Regions from separate parts of the Mus musculus genome. Here regions 1, 2 and 4 are each linked to region 3. The links are chromatin contacts, called in public HiChIP or PLAC-seq maps. All regions are on one chromosome and are shown on one strand. Each heading gives the region's core, a stretch centred on a gene start, on an enhancer-like site or on the middle of the called end of the contact. The rest is flanking DNA. Distances are from core to core; before and after follow the strand shown. Region 1 holds the start of D030025P21Rik (RIKEN cDNA D030025P21 gene). Region 2 overlaps Mideas (mitotic deacetylase associated SANT domain protein). Region 3 holds the start of Lin52 (lin-52 homolog (C. elegans)). Region 4 has its middle 20 kb from the start of Npc2.

Region 1 (2,907 bases), core at 24-2,523, 420 kb before region 3:
GATCTAGGCTCTAAGCAGGTTGGCAGAGTGTGTCGCTACAAAACACGGTGGCCAAGGGTGTGACCAGCTCCACCAGGGGGCGCGCGCCCCAAGTTGCCCTTCCCCATAGGCAACCGGCTCTTGGGAGCTGCCCCAGGGACACCTGCATTCTCGCCTAGCGCCCCCAGCGGTCAGAGGTGGAAGCAACGAGACCAGGCGCGCATGCCTCGGGCTCGGTCCCCATTACTCCGGTCTGGGTACCTTCCCCAGCTTCCTTCAGGCCCGAGAAGCAGTTCATCTGGGTCCGTGAGGTCAGGAACAGAAAATACATCCAGGACAGGTGGACAACTTGAGTTTGCCCAGGACAGGAAAAAGGCAGCTCAGGTGCGCTGGTCCAGGCAGACGCCATCTGTCTTTCCAGTCCCCGGGTCTGCCCTGTCGCCCGCAGCTCCTCACGGGTTAATCCCCTCGCCGCCCGCTCGCTTCTCGGTGCCAAAGAGGGTGTTGCTGGAATTCTTGTCTCCCGTAATAAGGGGGCCGAGCTGTCCCTCCAAGGAGGGGGGCATGGCGTGGATAAAAGAGGCGAAAAAGCAGGGGGCGGTTTCCAAAAATAAAACCCTTCGGTTCCCCTTCAGACGGCGGCAGTGCGGGAGCGAAGGTGCGGCAGGCTCGGGCTCGGTGCGCAGCCCGGGCAGCTCACGCCATACAGCCCTTACCTAGGAACCCCTGGACCCCCAAACGGCTGTTTCAGAGGTCCCCTAGACGGGAAGGGGCAAGTCGCCAGGCGGGTCTGTGGAGCGAACGATGGAAAGCACCTCCCCGCGAGGTCTCCGGTGCCCACAGCTCTGCAGCCACTCTGGCGCCATGAGAGCGCCGACCACCGCTCGCTGCTCCGGATGCATCCGACGGGTGCGTTGGAGGGGCTTCCTGCCACTTGTCCTGGCTGTCTTGATGGGGACAAGTCATGCCCAACGGGATTCCATAGGGAGATACGAACCAGCTAGCAGGGATGCGAATCGGTTGTGGCACCCCGTGGGCAGCCACCCCGCAGCGGCTGCAGCCAAGGTGTACAGTCTGTTCCGAGAGCCTGACGCGCCGGTCCCCGGCTTGTCGCCCTCTGAGTGGAACCAGCCGGCCCAGGGGAACCCTGGGAGGCTCGCAGAGGCCGAGGCCAGGAGGCCACCCCGAACCCAGCAGCTGCGTCGAGTCCAGCCACCTGTCCAGACTCGGAGAAGCCATCCCCGGGGCCAGCAGCAGATAGCAGCCAGGGCTGCACCTTCTGTCGCGCGCCTGGAAACCCCTCAGCGACCCGCGGCTGCACGGCGAGGGCGGCTCACCGGGTGAGCACTGAAGAGGGGATAGGGCTGGGGGCGGGGTGGAGCAAAGGGATGCGGGTATCCCGGACAGTTACGCCTTCAGTGGAGTGCGGGTCCTGTCCCTTTGTCCTCAGTAACTACTAGAGAAACCGCTCCGAGGTTCCGAAACCGGGGCTCGGACCAGCTTTCAAAAAGTTATTTTGGGGAAAATAAATCTACTATCTGTTCCCTTGGACACCAGTTCTCCCAGAACCCCGACGTTAAGCTCGTGTGCGTTTCTCACTCATTCTGTGCTGGGCTAACGAGCTGCAGTGGCTGGGTGGGCGCTCTGGGTTCTTGAGGCCCAGAGAAGGATAAACTGGCTCCGGGCGCCAGTAGGTGGAGGATCTGGGCGGGGGGGGGGGGGGGGGAGTGGGGACATCAGGGCGCGAAGACAGACGCATCTCCAGGAACGGGCTGACAGCGAAGCAGGCGCGCCAAGACAAGTGTATAGTCCGGGCTCAGGTCTGCTGGGACACGCAGAGGACTTAGGCAAGGGTTTAGGAGCTCTGTGAAAGAGAAGGCTGCCCTGACCTGTGCGAGGGACTGGGTCTGTGTTCCAGGAAGTCTAGATGTCAGCGTTGTTTGCACATTTTGAAAAGCCACGCCTCGCTCCAACTCTTCAACTTATTATTTTGCACCACTCGCTGCGGGTTCTGGACTCTGTTATCACAGGAGGTCCCCTCCCCGCCCCAACAACGCCTTGCCCAGGATTTAATGAGTTGGGGACCTCTCCTGAGTACCCAGGTGTCTCTGGAGTGAAGGCACAGGAGCCTGGCAATGCCAGACTGGGCAAGGTGCAATTGATTAGTCTAGGAGGGGCTTTGGCAGCCCTTGGCCTGAGCCTGGTTTATCTGTCCGTTGTAGTTCCAGGTAGCATTCCCGTTGCTTGTACGCCTAGTCCCACTACAGAGGATCTTCTGCCTCCTGCTCTGCACACATACTCTTCTCTTGCCTGCAACGGTCTTCTGTATCTTAGCAAAGTTCACCGTGTCTCATCCCTTCTGTGCCCTCATCCAGCTTTATGCTTTCTTATAGCATTTATTCCCCCCTCACGTATTTCTATTTCTATGTATGTGTTCAAACTTATACAAGTTCTGCTTAAGCAGGGTTTTGTTAGCTTTCATGTTCCCAGCAGATCAGTGCCTGCACGTAGCTGGCCCTCTCTGCGTCTAAATGAATTCCCTACTAACCTTTGGAGGCCTAGCCTAAAGTCTGCAGGGCATAGAGCTGAGTGCTGCCAAGTGGCTCCAGCGTAAGACCATTCAAGGAGAGTTAGCAGGACACCTGCCCCGTTTCAGCTTTCCCCTCTATTCTGACTTGTGCAGGCAACTGCATGATTACATGTGCTGAGCATGGGAGAGGGCTCGGGGACCCACAGAATACAAAACCTGCTGGAGGGCAAGCCAATGTCTTAAAATCAAGTTGGAGGCACGAGCAGTATGTGCTGGTGAATGTGTTTCTAAAAGCACAGGACAATTCTGTCAAGGGCAATGGAGCAGTACAATATAGTGAAGATGGTCAGGGAAGAGACACTGACCTGGGGCCCTAGAGCATAGACGAGGAAGGAGAG
Region 2 (2,907 bases), core at 171-2,670, 280 kb after region 3:
GGTGTGTGTTGAGGATTTCATCTTGTGTGTGACATGCCTGGCTTCAAGTCCTGGTGACATAATCATGTGTGACTGTAGGCAAATTACCTTGTTCCTGTAAGCCTTATCTAGCTTACCTACAAAATGGGAGTTAAACTATTGGTGCTTGATACAAGGCTTTAAAAAATACAAAGTACTTTGGACACTCTTGACACAGACAAGCCGGCTACATTGTTATTATTAGGGCTACTTAGAGCTTGGCTGCCATGGTGGTCCTTCCAGCTTCCTCTTCTCTTAGGCCTGCACGTTTGCCTCCTGCTTGGCAGGCCAGGGAGTTGTGGGGATTTCTGCAGCAGGAAGCTTATGGGGTGATTCCACCGTTCCCCAAACCAGCCTCTTGTTCAGAGCAAGTCTCCCCTATCATGGTATATGCTGAGTTGATGGGCTCTCCCTGGTGTGCAGGGTAGGAAGAAAAACAGCTTGATCCACCCTCAGATTTAATCTCCCCTGCTACCGCACACACCCATGGGCAAGAGCTTCCATATTCTGGAGCTCCGGACCCAGACTCCGCCTTCTGCCCTCTAAACCCCCAAGCCGGGCACTGAATAGCCATCCCCTGCCTAGGCCCCCTCTGACAGGAACCTGTCTGCACGTGCACCCATGCCTGCCTGCCACGTGGGCCTTCCCCTGTTGCAGGCCCCCAAAGCCCATGCTGTGACTCCCAGGCGACAGGCATCCTGAGTGCCTGTGAGCATCCCTGAGCTTGCAGCTCCCTAGAGGCACGTGGCCTGCTGGGCTTCCCTCTGTCCTGTCTCCTCCCTGCCTTTTTTTTTTCTTCCTCTGCCTTGCTGCGCGCACACACACACACACACACACACACACACACACACACACACGTATTTCTAGTTTTGCCAGGCTTGGGTCTCCCTCGGAGAGGTGGAACTCGAAGTCCCACCCTTCAGCTTCATCATGGAGGCCCCAGGGGATTTTCCATCTCTGGCTGGCTTTCAGTTCTCTGTTGTGAATTGGTCTGGCTACCCAAGGAAGGGGGTTTAAAAAGCATGAGAAAGATTTGTTCAAAGAGGGTCTCCAGCCCTGAGCGCTTGTCCAAATCCTTCCCTTCCTGCTGGTGCTAGGGTGACTCAGTGTCCTCAGTCCGTCTGTCCCTGCGATTTCCACAAATGAAAACAAAGGAGTGCACGGACTTAGAGCTCTCTCGCCGTTCTCCTGGGCTAAAGCTCGCGCTGTCTACCAGGCCCAGGAGCTGAGGAAGGAAATGGTGGAGGAAGTTGCTCCCCTTCTGGGTGCTGGGTGAAAGTGAAAGAAAGGGAGGGGGCCTCCAGTGAGTCAAGCGGCCAGGCTGGCAGGCAGGCAGGCCAGTCCGGGAGGGAGCCCGGGCTGGAGCTGCGGAAACGTGCGGAGCAGCGATAGCACGGAGAGCCTGGGAGGAGAACCGGGGCTCGGTGTGGGCGGGGCTTCTCGTGGGCAGGACTTATGACGCCAGGTCTGTTCTTTGCTGCTGGTTTTCTGGGAACTGCCCCACCTGCTATCATAATCTCTGTGGTATCTGAGCCTACCAGGATCTGCAGATTCATCCTTGCCCACCTCTAGCCTTTCCACCTTAGTGACCCAGGGTCAGAGTCTTGGCAAAGAGGTGGGCTTGTATACCTCCTACTCTTACCAACTTCCCAGAGGGAGACAAACTAACTAAACAAATAAACAAAATTTTATCTGAAGAACAAAAACTTAACAACACAGCAAGCAGCTATGCATGTTGTAAAATACAGGCCTGGATTCTATTCTGTAGCAATGTCAGTGTAACTGTCACTTTAGACATCAGCTTAGAGTGGGGTGGGGAGTCTGGCTCACTTGTTCAACATGTGCTTAGCATGAATAAAGCCCCTATCCCAGCAACACCATCCTCAAAATATGGCAAAGCAAAACAACTGAACACTTTCCATCATAGGCAGTCTCGAGGGCCTGAGGTCTAGAACTCTGCACCGTTCCTATTTGAGTTAGACTCTGCTCTGGCTAGGCACTCTTTAACAGTGGAGGGGACGGCGGTGGTAGCCAGCAACAGCTGCTGACCAGCTACTAGACTAAATTGGGCCCACATCCAGCCAGGGTTGCAAAACAGGTTCTGTGTTAGTTTGAGAAAGATTTCAGCAGCCAGAGCCCCACCCAGCAACTCTTCCCAGGGGTGGGGCCTCACCTACGTGCTTCGGCATAAAAGGCTGCAAGCCTAACTCTATGGGCCCTGTGGGCTTTGCAAGAGCCTGGTGTGACAGAGGATGGGTGGCTATGCTGGGAATAGTCCCTGTCCCCTAACTTGCTCTTCTTTAGGTGGAGGGGAGCAGTGACCTTAGGGGAATTCTTCTGGGTCTGGAGCTATTGTGTAGACAGTCATGTGGGAAGGAACAGACCTGGGCTGCACTGTGCCCCAGCCTAGTTTATAGTTTAATAGGACAAGGTTCTCAGTTTGGCTTTTGCTTTCCCTTTTCCCCGTTTGACTTGGAGCTTAGGCAACATGTCAGCCCCACTTGGCCCCTTGGTCTGTGTCTTTAGAGGGTTCCGAGTTACACAACCAAATGCAGCAGACGAGAGTCTAGCCAGGAGGTGGTGGGACAGGAAGAGCGAGGACACCTGATCCTGCTGTCTTGCTGGCAGCTGCCCCATGATCCCTGGCCCCCATGAGTGACTTGAGGCAGGGGGACACTGGTGCTCATATCTAGGGGTCACGTGGCTAACACTGTCACTGGTTTTTCCTCTGCAGGCTCCAGGACCTGGCACAGGCAGGCATCATGATTAGGGAAGTGTAGCTGAGCGCAAGAGCCTCCCTAGAAGAGGAAGGACCAGCGGACATTTCCTAGCTCTTGCCTGAAGGCTCCTGCGTTTTCCTCTGCCTCTCTTCTGCCCTCCCTGGCTACT
Region 3 (2,764 bases), core at 252-2,751:
CTCTCCAGTCACTCCTCCCTTACTTTTAAAAATAAAACGTTTTATTTTAAGCTGTGTTATGGTGGTGCACGCCTCGGGAGGCAGAGGTAGGAAGAGCTCTGAGTTCAAAGCCAGCCTTGTCTATAGAGCAAGTTTCAGGACAGCCAGGACTATACAAGAAACCTTGTCTCAGGAAAAACAAAAACAAAAACAAAACAACCAACAAACTAAACCAACTTTTTATTTTAGACACGATTTGCCTACAATTCCCTCTACAGCCTAGGCAAGCCTGAAGCAACAAACCTCCTGCCTCAATCTCCCAAGCTAGAATTAGAGGTCACACACCAAGGCCAGTTTTACTTTTGGATAAACGTTAACTTAAAGCCAAATCCTTTACAGGCATTATTCTAAAACCTAGGATTAGCCGGGCAGTGGTAGTGCACGCCTTTAATCCCAGCACTCGGGAGGCAGAGGCAGGCGGATTTCTGAGTTCGAGGCCAGCCTGGTCTACAGAGTGAGTTCCAGGACAGCCAGGGCTATACAGAGAAACCCTGTCTCGAAAAACCAAAATAAATAAATAAATAGTAAAAATAAACAAACAACCCCCCCCCAAAAAAAAACCCTAGGACTAAATTAATGAAATAAGACAGAATTGGAATTTATAGTTGGGTGTGGCCCGGGCAAAGTGCAAAGTTAACAGAATAACTATATAAACTGAGATGCTGAATAATGACAGAAGAGCAATTCCAAATATTAAAGCAAAACCGCGAGCAAAAGCATACGGGTATATCAAGAACACCTATATGTCTACTGAGATGACTTGCGTCTTAGAAGACAGAATAAGCAGAATTGCTCCTGCCCTCAGCCTACGGAAACAACACATAAAGTAGAGGGGTGACGAGTTAAGGAAGAGTTGAGAAGCGTGAGAAGCGACATTAACAAGCCGAATTTTCACTCCCTCGGGACTCAGGGCAAGGAAACCAGGTCCCCGCACCTCCTGCTGCCAAGGCAACGGACCTGAACTGAGGAGACAAGCTTCTCTCTCTGCCGGCTCGGTAGAGGAATGAACCCTAGACCTCATGTCAGTCACCACTCACACTTCACAGCCATAGAGCTTGAGAGACTCATACGTACCAGCTCTACTGAGATGAGAACAGAACCAACACTCCAATGGGCCTGTTCAAAAAGAAAGTTCCCTTTCCCCTCAGCAGCTCCTTTTGAACCCTCAGCATCACCGATGGGCCGGAGCGACCTCTGTCCTTTTTCCCCCCATAGGGACTCCGGTTGATGGACTCCTTCCTAGTACACAGCAAGGAGACCTGGTACTAGGCACCTGCTAGCTGAAAAGCCGGCATACCCCAAAGGAGAAAAGTGGGAGAGAAAGGAGAGGGGCGCAAGAAAAAAAGAGTAAGGGTGAGGACAGAGGAAGTTCCCAGAGAAGCAAATAATGATACTACAGGCCAACAATCTCCAAGCCGGCTCTTACCGTCTGTGGGAGACGCCATCTTCCAGCCCATGTCACGTGACGTAACCAACCGTCGGCGGGAAAGCGAGGATCCGCAAGCCACGCCCCTAGCAGGGATAACCTATCCTTAGCTCACAGCCCGGTCTCGTTTCCCTACTTCATAGGGTAACATTTGCCTAGTCCCACCCCAGACAGCAGCCCCACCCACGGAGTGGTTAAAGTGGAACGCAGGCAAAATTCTTCAAGGACCTTATTTACTTTCCTTAGCAAGGGGGCGGGACCTTAGAGAGCCTACCTACAGCCAATCGGAGTTCCCGGTTAGGGGGCGTCTTCCCTGTGTGCTTACTATGCAGTACCAAGTCGAGGGGGCGTCTCCATATTTCCGCCAACAAAAATAGGATAAAGTGAGAGAAGCCCAGAACGCTTCCACCTTTGACCAATCACCTATTCCCAGGGGTGGGAATGATGGGTGGAGTCAAAGATTCCGACAAGTGATTGGTTATAGGAAGTGGCCCTTCCCTCCAATGGAGAGGCTCGGTCGTGTTCTGGGCGTGGCTTAACGGTGTTGCTTCAAGGGAGGCACTGGCAGCCGAGACGCAGGCGAGCTGGGCAGAGTCGGTGAGCCATGGCGGCGGCAGTGGCGGCAGCGGCAGCAATGCGGTCCCGGATCCTGCAGGCGAGTGAGGGTGGCGACGAGGGACCATGATGTTAGAAATGGGTCCTTTCCGCCCCGTCTCTAAACCATGCTTCTGCCGGACAGACTTCTTGGCCCAGCCCCTTCTTTGCAGCCCCTTGTGTTCCACCAGACCCGTGCGTCAGGGCTGTCACTCTGTACCGCCTGGCCCCGAGATTCAGCCCCGGACGGTCACGCCTGCTCCCCACTCCCCTTTACTCCTGAGCCTTTTCTTTTTTAGCTTTGACCCACCCACCTCCAGTCCAGCTCAGTCCTTGCTGTCACATGCTGGCTTGCTTTCTCTTTTTTGGTTCCTCCCACGGTCTCTCTTTCACCTCTGTACCAGCCACCTCTGTGCCCCAGAAACTCCTCCTTTTGGTCGCTGTACATAGAGTACTTTCCTTTGCCAGGAGCGTCCCTTCCCCCCATCCAGCCTCTATGTGAGGCAAGAGGGGATGGGAGCTCATTAAGGACATGGAACTAAGATCAGAGAAGGAACTTTGAATCTCCTAGACATGTACCCTAGGTTTTCATATCAAAAAGGCAGCCATTTGTTAGTTTTCACAAACATTCTGGCTTTTAGTGTTTTTCCCAAGCCCTGGGCCAAGTTAAACTTTCTCAGCGAAGTTAAACTTTTGGAGGTAAAT
Region 4 (2,966 bases), core at 334-2,833, 300 kb before region 3:
CTCTTCCAGAGGACTGGGGTTCAGTTTTCAGCACCCACATGGTGGCTCATAGCTCCCTGTAACTGCACTTCCAGGGGGTCAGACACCCTCTTCGGGCATGGCATACACATGATACACGGACTTATTTGGGACTGGGGAGCCATGAATCGAGGGTAGGAACTGTGGCAAAGCAAAAGTGGGGTAAAGGTGTGTCCAAACCCCAGAAATCTGATCCTGAGATTGGCAGGAGTAAGGTCTCTGCACCCCCACGTCCCCCCACCCTCACCCCTGCTCTGAGCCTTCCTGTCCTGGAGCATGAAGCTTGGGACACACACACACACACACACACACACACACACACACCGCCTTTGCCCCCTGGAGGAGGCTACACAGCCAAGTAGCCAGGTCAAGCTTCCTCTCCCTTATAAGGTCATGTCCATCGGTACCTGGAATTCCTCCTTATGCAAATGAGACCCCAGCACCCTGCCCCAGGCCAATGATGTACATTCACTCCAAAAGCCCCTACCCACGCCCCAAAGGTTGCGTAGCAGCCTTTGTTCCCCCATTGGAGCTGTCTCCCAAGAGTCTGTTCTTGCTGCACTCATAACTGCCTGATCTGAAGCCACTCTGGTCACCCAAGGTGGACAGAGACGCGGAGCCTGAACAGCAGCAGACTTACATGCAGGCGAAACACCCATAGGCCTAAAAGAAATAAAATTGGGGGGGGGGGTGAAATCTGGATGCATCAGCTTGCCTGCTGTATGGGGTGGCAAACAAATTCCTGTCTTAAACTTGGACTGACATCCAAGGTTGTCACTGCCATACAAGGAAAATGACAAACTGATATCCTCATCAAATGCACACTAATAAGTAATTATCTGAGCCTGGCAGCAAATGCCCATGGTCCCAGCACTAGGCCGTAAAGGCTGGAGGATAAATTTAAGGTCATCCTTGGCTACAGCAAGTTCAAGGCCAGACTAGGCTACCTGAGATCTTGTCTAAGGAGGGAAGGTGGGAAGGAAAGAAGAAAGAAATATGACACGATTCACAGATAAAGCAGAGTTATTCCTGAGAATGCCCCAGGCATAGGAAAGGACTAAGTGGGTAAGGTCAATTAAAGAAATACAGTCGTGGATAACCATTTTCTTTAGAGAATCCAAGAACAGTGCCCCCACAGTGGGTTGGTTTAGGGACAAAGTTGTGGTACCTAGGAGCAACACTGCCACAGAGTCAGTAGGGTGTTATTCAGAATAAGCGCTTCCTCCAGAGAAGCCCTGAGGGCTTGCTGAAAGGCCAGGATGATCAGTGGTGTGTGTTGGGAATGTGGATGGATATTGCGGTGTGATTCAAGGTAGAAAGTGGCTGTGGGTCCCCCAAATATCGACTGGAAGCTTTGAGAGGAGTCCTCTCCAGAGGAGCCCCGGGCCTAACCTTCAGCTTATAAACTGAATCCGATTCACTTACAGCTGTCAGTTGACTAGCAACTAGATGGTCTGAGTGTTCGTTGCTATGGAAACAGCTAAAAGGCCCATTGCCATAGGAACCTACCATGTTCTCCAGACCAGGGATTTGGTTGCTGAAAAGACCCGGAGGAACCAAGGAGCTTGCATAAGTGAGGGTCCCACCAGAGAATGAATGACACATGTGAGAGGCCAGAGCTTCCGCTGTCCCTGATCTGTCTGCTCGTTGCCCTCAGTGGTCACAGAGCACACACAAGTACTTGTCCCCATGGACAGTGAAGGCATAGATTCTGGAGCAGGCTTGGCATGCCAGCATTACCATCCTCCTCTCCAGGGTCTCTGAGAGGAAAAATATCGTGCTCTCTCTGGCAGGCCCCTCTCCACAAACCATATGCCCCAGCAAAGCAGCCAGCAGGTGAAGGGATTAGCTTAACTCTGACTGCCAGAGGGTCAGGCCACTAAGGAAGTTGGCAGGCAAAACAGATGGCTGCTGGTCTTGAATGCGGCAGAGAAACTGGGTGTACCAGATCAGAAAGCGGGAGGGCAGGCCAGCTGCGGCAGTCTGTTCTCAGTGTGAGAGAAACACACCACGCTGCTTCCTGCACCCCATGCATCCCCGTTCCTCTGCCAGGCAGATCAAAGTATAAAAGTCATGATTTGATGAGGGATCCTCAGCGTATCTGAGCAATGAATGGTCACGAGATTCTTGTGTTTCCCAACCAAGGGAAGTGACTCTCAAGTCACTGGTTAGTGGCAAAGGGAGAACAAAGAGAAAGTTCCTTAGTGGCTGTGTCATTAACCACTGTAAATTGTCAGTGTCATTAACTCTGCTGTAAATGTAGAGACTGAACGGATCCAACTAGGTCCCTCCAGGTCTCTGTGAGCATGAACCACTGGGATTCTAAGGGGATGTTTGGGCATAATGGACAGACAGAGATCATGGACTTGTAAGGACAACATAAACTTTAGGAATCCAGAGAGGGTTTGGGACGGAGGCTGGGGCTAAGCAGACATTTGAGAGCCCACCTCCCGGAGGTTTAGTTCAGAGGACTCATGAGATGTGATGTTGATTCTTTCTCCTATTCTGTCCGTCTGCTGGAGTTTTGTTGGTCTCAATCCCTCCCAGTAGGCTTTACAGCCTGGGAAGCCGAGCACCAGAGAGACAGATGCCCCCAGAACCTCTGGGGGAGGATGTCACTTTGAGAAGTAGTCGTTACTTACAGTTTGACTTTTAGTTGGGTTTGCAGCTCCCTACCTCCTTTGCAGTTCGTTGACTTTGGATCCTTCACAGGGCCTCTGTGTCCTCAGCTGTCACAGAGTGAGAGAATCCTCACAGCCTTTCAAAGGAGTTCTATTGGCATTAGTATCGCTATCCTTGGTGAGGAAGGAAGGTTGCAGCCATGGGAGCTGACAGGGGCCTGGAGTCACAGATAGGGGATTTGAGTAAATGCCTAGAACTCAGTGATCAGCAGTTTTTCTTCCCTCTTTATTTTTTGAGACCGTGTCTCATATAGTCCCGGCAGTGCT

What was found. HiChIP or PLAC-seq counts read pairs in DNA pulled down with a chosen protein or histone mark.
Region 1: a contact with region 3 is called in an H3K4me3 HiChIP or PLAC-seq map of pro-B cells, with 3 times the contacts expected there. The contact joins the promoter of D030025P21Rik here to the promoter of Lin52 in region 3. A contact is called at or near these places in 2 of 39 promoter capture datasets (hippocampal neurons and stem cell-derived epiblast-like cells), 1 of 115 datasets of contacts at active chromatin or transcription factors (pro-B cells) and 1 of 9 other capture datasets (adipose tissue).
Region 2: a FOXA1 HiChIP or PLAC-seq map of pancreatic cancer cells shows a contact between it and region 3. The contact joins the enhancer-like site here to the promoter of Lin52 in region 3. A contact is called at or near these places in 2 of 39 promoter capture datasets (both in liver), 4 of 484 Hi-C or Micro-C datasets (B cells, double positive thymocytes, embryonic stem cells and 1 more), 2 of 115 datasets of contacts at active chromatin or transcription factors (large pre-B cells and pancreatic cancer cells) and 2 of 9 other capture datasets (liver and pancreatic islet).
Region 4: an H3K4me3 HiChIP or PLAC-seq map of embryonic forebrain shows a contact between it and region 3, with 2.3 times the contacts expected there. The contact joins the enhancer-like site here to the promoter of Lin52 in region 3. A contact is called at or near these places in 5 of 39 promoter capture datasets (cranial neural crest, hippocampal neurons, liver and 2 more), 23 of 484 Hi-C or Micro-C datasets (CD4 T cells, the G1E-ER4 cell line, the N1E-115 cell line and 16 more), 7 of 115 datasets of contacts at active chromatin or transcription factors (T-cell acute lymphoblastic leukemia, astrocytes, effector CD8 T cells and 4 more) and 2 of 9 other capture datasets (adipose tissue and liver).

The regions. Positions count from the first base shown.
Region 1 is chr12:84,874,168-84,877,074 of GRCm38.p6, reverse strand. D030025P21Rik (RIKEN cDNA D030025P21 gene) reads right to left here and starts at 1,273. Exons shown (of 1, transcript NR_028577.1): 1 at 1-1,273. It overlaps Ltbp2 (latent transforming growth factor beta binding protein 2), which reads left to right and starts at 584. Exons shown (of 36, transcript NM_001370743.1): 1 at 584-1,319. The coding sequence starts at 844.
Region 2 is chr12:84,174,269-84,177,175 of GRCm38.p6, reverse strand. It overlaps Mideas (mitotic deacetylase associated SANT domain protein), which reads left to right. Exons shown (of 13, transcript NM_001163501.1): 2 at 2,753-2,907. Among named protein-coding and RNA genes, the nearest start is that of Gm40475, 13 kb to the right of the region's middle. RefSeq lists an enhancer at 433-1,485. Within about 2 kb of position 1,420, at least 414 of the 459 cell types and tissues checked have an H3K27ac peak or open chromatin away from gene starts, as enhancers often do. A contact at or near this core is called in B cells, double positive thymocytes, embryonic stem cells and 4 more, where this site is marked.
Region 3 is chr12:84,450,245-84,453,008 of GRCm38.p6, reverse strand. It overlaps Lin52 (lin-52 homolog (C. elegans)), which reads right to left and starts at 1,501. Exons shown (of 6, transcript NM_173756.4): 1 at 1,466-1,501. The coding sequence starts at 1,496. Aldh6a1 (aldehyde dehydrogenase family 6, subfamily A1) reads left to right here and starts at 1,985. Exons shown (of 12, transcript NM_134042.3): 1 at 1,985-2,120. The coding sequence starts at 2,070.
Region 4 is chr12:84,751,403-84,754,368 of GRCm38.p6, reverse strand. No RefSeq gene overlaps it. Among named protein-coding and RNA genes, the nearest start is that of Npc2, 20 kb to the left of the region's middle. Within about 2 kb of position 1,583, at least 120 of the 459 cell types and tissues checked have an H3K27ac peak or open chromatin away from gene starts, as enhancers often do. A contact at or near this core is called in T-cell acute lymphoblastic leukemia, adipose tissue, cerebellum and 8 more, where this site is marked.